Regions from separate parts of the Ovis canadensis genome. Here region 1 is linked to region 2. A link is a contact called in public Hi-C data. All regions are on one chromosome and are shown on one strand. The core of a region is the stretch at or near the end of the contact, and the rest is flanking DNA. Distances in the headings are between cores, read along the strand shown. Region 1 has its middle 9.0 kb from the start of RPL29. Region 2 holds the start of DUSP7 (dual specificity phosphatase 7).

Region 1 (3,533 bases), core at 18-2,517, 110 kb after region 2:
CCTAGAGCAACCAAATAAATAAATAAAGGTCCGGTTCATCATGTACAAGCTCTAGGAGCTCGGGGGAGTCACTTCCTCTTTCTGAGCCCTGGTTTCCTTGTGTGCAAAGTGAGGGTGACTTTAGGACAGAACGTTGCAGAGCCCCGTGAGTGCTGAGAGGTGAGAGGCAGGCAGGGTAGTTGCTTGTTTCCCTACTGCAGTTTGGCTCCTTCTCTCCATCTAAGGGGACCGCCAGGGCATCCAACCACCACCCCTACGGATAAGGAAGCTGAGATGCAGAGCATGAAGGACCCCCACCCAGCGCCCCAGAGGTCCCAGCCCATTCCTCCTGCAGGGCTGACTGGTCCTCCCACCAGTGTGTCCCCCACTGCCTCTGCTGGGTCTGCGTGTGCACAAAGGCCAGCCATGCCGTCCCCTCTCCACCCTGAGACCCTGGCCCTGACACTGAGCCTCCTGTGCTCTGCCTCGGCCCTGGGGTTTGAAGCTGGGGAGGGCAGAGGCCAGCATCAGGAGCCCAGCAGGGCTGGCAGCCCACTGTGCAGCCCAACCTCAGGCTCCTTCCTGGGCCTCACAGTGACCTCCCCTGTCCCATGGGCACTGGAGCCCCCACCCTCCCTGACCAGGCCCCTTCATGTGGGGACCACAGGTCCTGCTGGCTTAGGGCCTCCTGGACTCTACCACAGCCCCCAGCATGCTGTGAGGGGTGGTCACACGTGGCTGTCTCAGCCCTGTACCCAGGGGCTGATGAGGGAAGCCTGATGCTGCCTCTGCAGACAGACGGAGGAGGTGGGGCCGCGAGAGGAGGCCTCGGCTTGCCCAGGGCTCTAGTGCTTCGTGCTGCAGTTGCACCCAGCTTTTGGATAAGGATCTGGGGCTCCGTGTCCCACCACAGGCAAGGCGAGCGGAAACCAGGAGCGCCCCCTGCTGTCACTGCTTGCATTCAATAGCGCTGACCTGAGTGGAAGGAGGTCTCCTTCAAACACAGACTTCCTGCTGGAAGGAGCCCGCTGCTACTACCCAGCCAGACTGGCTCCCTACGCGGTGCGCGGCCCGAGATGAGGGCCAGCTTTCACCCCCAGCTCCGCTCCGGAGCCGGCCTGAAGAGAAGTGGGTGAGACAGGGCCGCCCCCTTCAGCCCCCGGCACCCCTTCCCACCTGCCAGCACCGCTTTTCTCCTCCTCACAGGGGACCCCCTCCCGGCTGCAGCTCCATCCCCTCCAGGCTCCCGCCCCCGCAGGCCCCCGGGCCCCTCCTCCACGCCGGGGGCGGGCGCACAGTAATTCCAGTTATTTTTAGCCAGCCGCATCCTCTAAGAGACGCAAGTCAAGGGGAAGCCGCCCCCGCGCCTCCGGGAGCTTCGGAGCTTCTTGCAGAAAAAAGATCGCTTAAAACTAGTGCTTGGAGGACTCGCGCCAGGCAGGCAGGGCCAGCGCTGTGTGGCACGCGGAGCGACGACCCTGGGCCCCTCACCCACGGCTCCCTGTGCTGCGGGCTGGTTGTCAGGGGTGGCCAGGGGCCCCCACGGGCCCTCACTGCCTCCACTCAGCAAACGTCCTCAGCCGCCCTCTCCTGGCTCCACCCCCGCCACCGTCATCTCGTCATCCCTGCCTGCTGGGGGGTGAAGAGAGCATCTGGGGAGCCATCCCCACTCTCTCAGCCCTCTCTGGGCGGGGTGCCCTGGGGGTGGGCAGCCTACACGTTTCCAGGGGAGATGTGGGGGTCAGGGAGAGAGCCGGGTATGACCAGCCTAGCCTTTTGGCCGTTTCAAGCCTTGTGGGCGGGGGTGGGGGGGGCGGCTATTAAATGGGACAGACCCCCATCGGCCAGGCCCTGTGAGGATCCCTGGAGCCTCACCATAACCTACAGTGTAGTAGGTGGCACGCTCATCCCTGTCTCACGAGGAGGTCATGGAGCTACAAACGGATGGAGCTTTTGTTCAAGGTCACCCAGCTGCTAAGTGTCATGCCCTCCAGCCTTCACCAGTGGACAGACGGTGAGTGCTTGAGAATGTGACGAGCACTGGGGGGGTCACGGAAAGAAGGACCAACAGTGCTGCGGAGGAGGGATGCTGTATTGGACCCACCTGCCGTGGACACCACAGCACGCTCTCCCTGAGGCTCGCTCCTCAGCTAGGACGTGGCCCTCCTTTTCCCAAGCTGTCATCAGCGTGTGTCTCCGGCAGCATCCAAGCCCAGCAGAGCTTCGAGGAGTGCCCTTGATGGAGAAATAGCTGTGTGACCCTGGGCAAGTCACTTTACCTTTCTGGGCCTCTGTTTCCTCACCTAACAGAAGAAGCCAGCCTGCAGGTATGGCGAGGATCAATGCAGAGCTCCTGGCTCCTGGCCCTAGCAGAACACCCCTTTCCTGCCCAGGCCCTGGATTTAGGACACCCACTGTGGGCCAGGCCTTGGGGGCTTCGGGGGTACAGCGACAGCTCCTGGAGGCCCTCATCAGCTGGGGTCCTGTGCCAGAGAGCCATAAGGAGCAAATGCCAGCTTGAGTCTGCTCGGCCCACAGCATCCTCCTCACCCCACCCCCACCTCTCCCTGACCTCACAAGGCCTGCCCCTGCACCCCAGCAGCCCCCCTCCTCTCCCAGGAAGGCTCCAGAGCCCCTCTTCCAAACCTGAGCCTCCTGCCTAGACGGACTCTCTCTGTTCTGCATCCTGGGGTACTGTGCCCGCAGCCGCCTCCTGTCCCAGCCCTCAGCTTCTGCATCTCACAGATGCTCCAGGTGATCCTGATAGTAGCCCTGGGCCAGCAGATGAAGGATTTCAAGGTCACACGCCCAGCCACTCATCTCCCAAGTGACCCTGTTTTACCCGGAGCGGGGGAGAGTGAGGGGCAGATGCTGGGAGTTTGGGGGTTTTGCCCAGGGGCCCAGAGCTTGGAAAGGGCAGCAGTTGGGTCAGGGCGCTTCTCACTCAGGGGCTCTCAGTGGGACCTTGCGGGTTCCAGCTCTCCTGTGCCCCTCTTCGGATCCCCAGCTCCTTGCGGCTCTATCTGGTGTCCCTTGTTCCTCCCTAATCAGGGCCAGGCCTCCTCCCTCACTCACTCCGTTGTGCCCTGAGGCCGGAAGTGGGTTTACTGAAGCTCTAAGTGGGCAGCAGGCAAGGCAGGCCCAGAGCCTTCCCCAGAACCACCCCCGCCTCCACACTGTAAGGCACAGCCCTCCTGGTCCTCACTGCCTGCTCTTCAAGCCAACAGTAAGAATGCCCCCTGCCCTGCGCCACTCTGACCACCCCGGTTCTGCCTTTGCCACATACTCTCTGTGTGCCTTGGGCAAGTCCCTGCTCATCTCTAGACCTCAGCTGCCCTACCTATAGGCGTGGAGAGGGGATCCAGGCAATCTTCAAGACCCTTGCCCCGGCGCTGGTTTTCTCATCCCTTCCAGGGGCTCCTGGGTCGCAGCTTCTGTGACCTGGGAGAGAGTACAGACTGAGAGTTGGGGGTTTGAAGTCTTAGGGAGGTGATTTCATCATTCATTCTTCTTTCATTCAGAAGAATTCTTGCAAAGGCCACTTCTCCCTTCCC
Region 2 (3,182 bases), core at 404-2,903:
CATCTGAGCCCCTCAGGCTCGGCGAGCCCTTTCGACGCGTTCCGGATCCCCGGGCAAGAAGGCGCTGCCCAGCAACCCTAGGACAAGCCTGCGTGGGAGGCCAGAGACCAGCTTTTCCTATCACCTCCCTGGGCCTGGCATCTCGGATGCTAGGACCATCTATATCTGCAATACTCTGGTCTTTCCGGAAGTGTAACCGTGGAAGAGATCCCTGCTCCTCTGCCACGCAGCCCTGCAGTTGGGATGAAACCTGGTAGACTCTCCTCCGCGAGGACAAAAGGGCGTTAGTGGGGAGGTGGGTAGCGGGGAATGCCGCAGGGCCGCTCCTCTACCTGGTCAGAAAGCTCAACTCCTGCAGGTTCCAGAGGCACGCACTCTGGCAAATCTCAGGCACCGCCGCCATTCATCTCTGACCCTGATTCCCTCCAGGATGTAGAGGCAGGGTGGCGGGGAGCCGCCCAGCCTCGGGCAGAGTGGGAGGGGGTAAGCCCCAAGGATGTGGGCGCACTCCGCCGGGCAGGGAACGGACCGGACGGACTGCAGGATCAGCCAGGGACGGACTCCCCAGCGCAGACAGCCCTGACTCCTTAGGGGAAGCGCGGCAGGCCCCGCGCACGCGCGCCGCGCTAGTGGAGCCGCTTTGTTCCAGGGCTACCTGCGGCTCCATTCACCTCCTCCGCGGAGCCAGCCAGCCTGCCACCCGCAGCCAGTGCCGCTGAGGCCCCGCCCAGCCCGCGCTGGGTGGAACTTTTGGCGGGCCCCGCCTTCCCTCTGCCCCGCTCCTTCGGCTGCGATTGGCGCTCTGCGTGGTGCGTCCCGCCTGTCATTAAAGTTGATTCGACAGTTAGGAAAGGTGGGAGGAGAGCAGGTTACAGAGGGGGCCCCCTCCCTCCCACCCCGGTCCAGTGGAAAAGTCACGTGGCGCTTCACTCCGCGCCTGTCACCACTCCGCTTGTAAAGCTTTCTTAAAGGTCCCGCTGTCTCTTCCCAGGGCCGGTCCTTTTGGGGATTTCTACAATCTAGCCCGCGGAGGGTGGCACGGCCCTGAGCCTTCCTACCTTAGCTGCCTAGTCCTGCTTTCCCCCTCGGACCTGCTGGAGTGAGACGACCCCTCAAGGTCTCCAAACGCAGAGCCCTCTTTAGGACTGTGCAGCCGCCTGAAGCGGTGACAGCCTAGGTGCCCAGGGAATGGCACGGAGTAGGTGTTCAGTTCCCGTGTGCTGAACTCGCTGGGAGTTGTTCATGAATCAGTGGAGTCGACAGGACTTCGGCTCAGCTTGATCGCCCCTTTCCTCCGCTCCATCCCCGGGAGACTGCCGGAATGTAGGGGAGAGGATCCCTGGAGCGGGTCCCCCGAGGACAGCTCTTGGGACAGGCACAGAACTGGGAGCTCCGGGATAGGACCCAGGAGTGTCTTGGTTGGGCCTCTGGGAGAGTTTTAGTGGGTTCTGAGCGGCAGCGCTGAGGCCGAGCGAAGGCCAGGGGGCTGGTCTCCGGGCTTAGGGCACCGCTCGCGTGCCCACAGACCCCGTGGGGAGGGGCGGCGGAGCAGCGGCGCCTTTAAGCTCGGGAGCCGCGGCGCGGCCCCGCCCCCCCCGAGGACGCCTGGGCGCGCGGCCGCCTGAGACGCTGTTTAATTGGGGCTGTCAGGCCGCGGAGCGCGCGGAGGGCCGGGCGGGACGGAGGCCGGGAGGCCGGGGCGGCGGGCGAGCAGCTCGGTGGGAGGCGGGCGCCCGGAGACGCGGCTGGGGCCCGCGCGGCCGGGGCGCCGTCCCAGGGCAGGGCTGCCCGGCCCCGGCCCCGGGCCGCCCGCGCTCCCCATGAAAAACCAGCTCCGCGGCCCCCCAGCGCGGGCGCACATGTCGGCCTCGGGGGCGTCGGCGTCTGGGGACACCGGGGCGGGGTCGGAGCCCGGTGCGGGATCTGGATCTGGCGCCGGCACCGGGGCAGGCGCGGCGGCGGGCGCAGGGGCCATGCCCTGCAAGAGCGCCGAGTGGCTGCAGGAGGAGCTGGAGGCGCGCGGCGGCGCGTCCCTGCTGCTGCTCGACTGCCGGCCGCACGAGCTCTTCGAGTCGTCACACATCGAGACGGCCATCAACCTGGCCATCCCGGGTCTCATGCTGCGCCGCCTCCGCAAAGGCAACCTGCCCATTCGCTCCATCATCCCCAACCACGCCGACAAGGAGCGTTTCGCTACGCGCTGCAAGGCGGCCACCGTGCTGCTCTACGACGAGGCCACGGCCGAATGGCAGCCAGAGCCCGGCGCTCCCGCCTCGGTGCTTGGCCTTCTCCTGCAAAAGCTGCGCGACGACGGCTGCCAGGCCTACTACCTCCAAGGTAAGGGCGGCAGCGAGACCCAGTCTGGAATTGGGGCGCTCCCGTGGCTCCCGGATGCCCCCGACGGAGGCGGCTTTCTCTCCCGGTGCCCGGCCTGTCCAGCCGGCGCCACGTCTCCCCCGCTCGCATCCTCCCCTCCAGGGCTCCCTGCCCAAGCTGTGCGGGTGTAGGCTGGTACAGTAGCCCCCTCTACGTCCCTTTCCGGGCATGATCCGAGTGGTCTGAACAAACTTTTCCCCACTTGGGCTTTCCTTTTTTCCCCATTGTTGGGGCCATGGTAGCTCCCAGGTTCCCCCCTGAAGCCCGGCAAAGGAGGGAGGGTGCCCTCCTGGGCACCAGTTCAGCTCCTCCAGCCTGGAATGGGTGTCCCTGGAAGGCCAGAGTTAGGACAGGAACCTTTAATCACCACCCTCAGCCCTGCCAGGGCAGAGGGAGAGTTTGGGGGACTCGGAGGATCCCCATGTGGGGCTTGTCACTGGGGAATCGCCACCTCTTGGAAGTGCTTGGGGCAGGGCTGTAAGGAGTGTCCCTTGCCCCAGCTTTGGTTTTCCGAGACCCCCAAGTCCTTGGCCAGCCACCCCAGAGGTGGTGGAAGGGGGAGGCAGCCCTGGGAGGCGAGTGACTGCAGCCGGTGTTTCCAATTAACATTCCAAAATGGCCTCTTGCTGGCAGCGGGGCGGGCAGACGGGAGGGGAGGGGAGGCCTGCGGCACCCTCGGGCGCAGGGCCCATGCTTAGCTGCAGCGCGCTCCCCATTTCTTGTCCCTGTATAGCCCCCAGCAGCCTCCCCTTCTGTGGGTCCAAGGCCAGGGTCGGGGTACCTTGAGTTCTAAGGTGGGTTATGGA

The links. A called contact is a pair of places that touch in the nucleus more often than the background predicts.
Region 1: a contact with region 2 is called in a Hi-C map of fibroblasts, with 2.8 times the contacts expected there. The contact joins the enhancer-like site here to the promoter of DUSP7 in region 2. A contact is called at or near these places in 2 of 2 Hi-C or Micro-C datasets (fibroblasts and lung).

Annotation. Positions count from the first base shown.
Region 1 is chr19:63,606,679-63,610,211 of ARS-UI_OviCan_v2, forward strand. No RefSeq gene overlaps it. Among named protein-coding and RNA genes, the nearest start is that of RPL29, 9.0 kb to the right of the region's middle. Within about 2 kb of position 1,268, the one cell type or tissue checked has open chromatin away from gene starts, as enhancers often do. A contact at or near this core is called in fibroblasts, where this site is marked.
Region 2 is chr19:63,494,957-63,498,138 of ARS-UI_OviCan_v2, forward strand. It overlaps DUSP7 (dual specificity phosphatase 7), which reads left to right and starts at 1,654. Exons shown (of 3, transcript XM_069561450.1): 1 at 1,654-2,337. The coding sequence starts at 1,821. It overlaps LOC138424476 (a long non-coding RNA gene), which reads right to left and starts at 680. Exons shown (of 3, transcript XR_011250807.1): 1 at 333-680.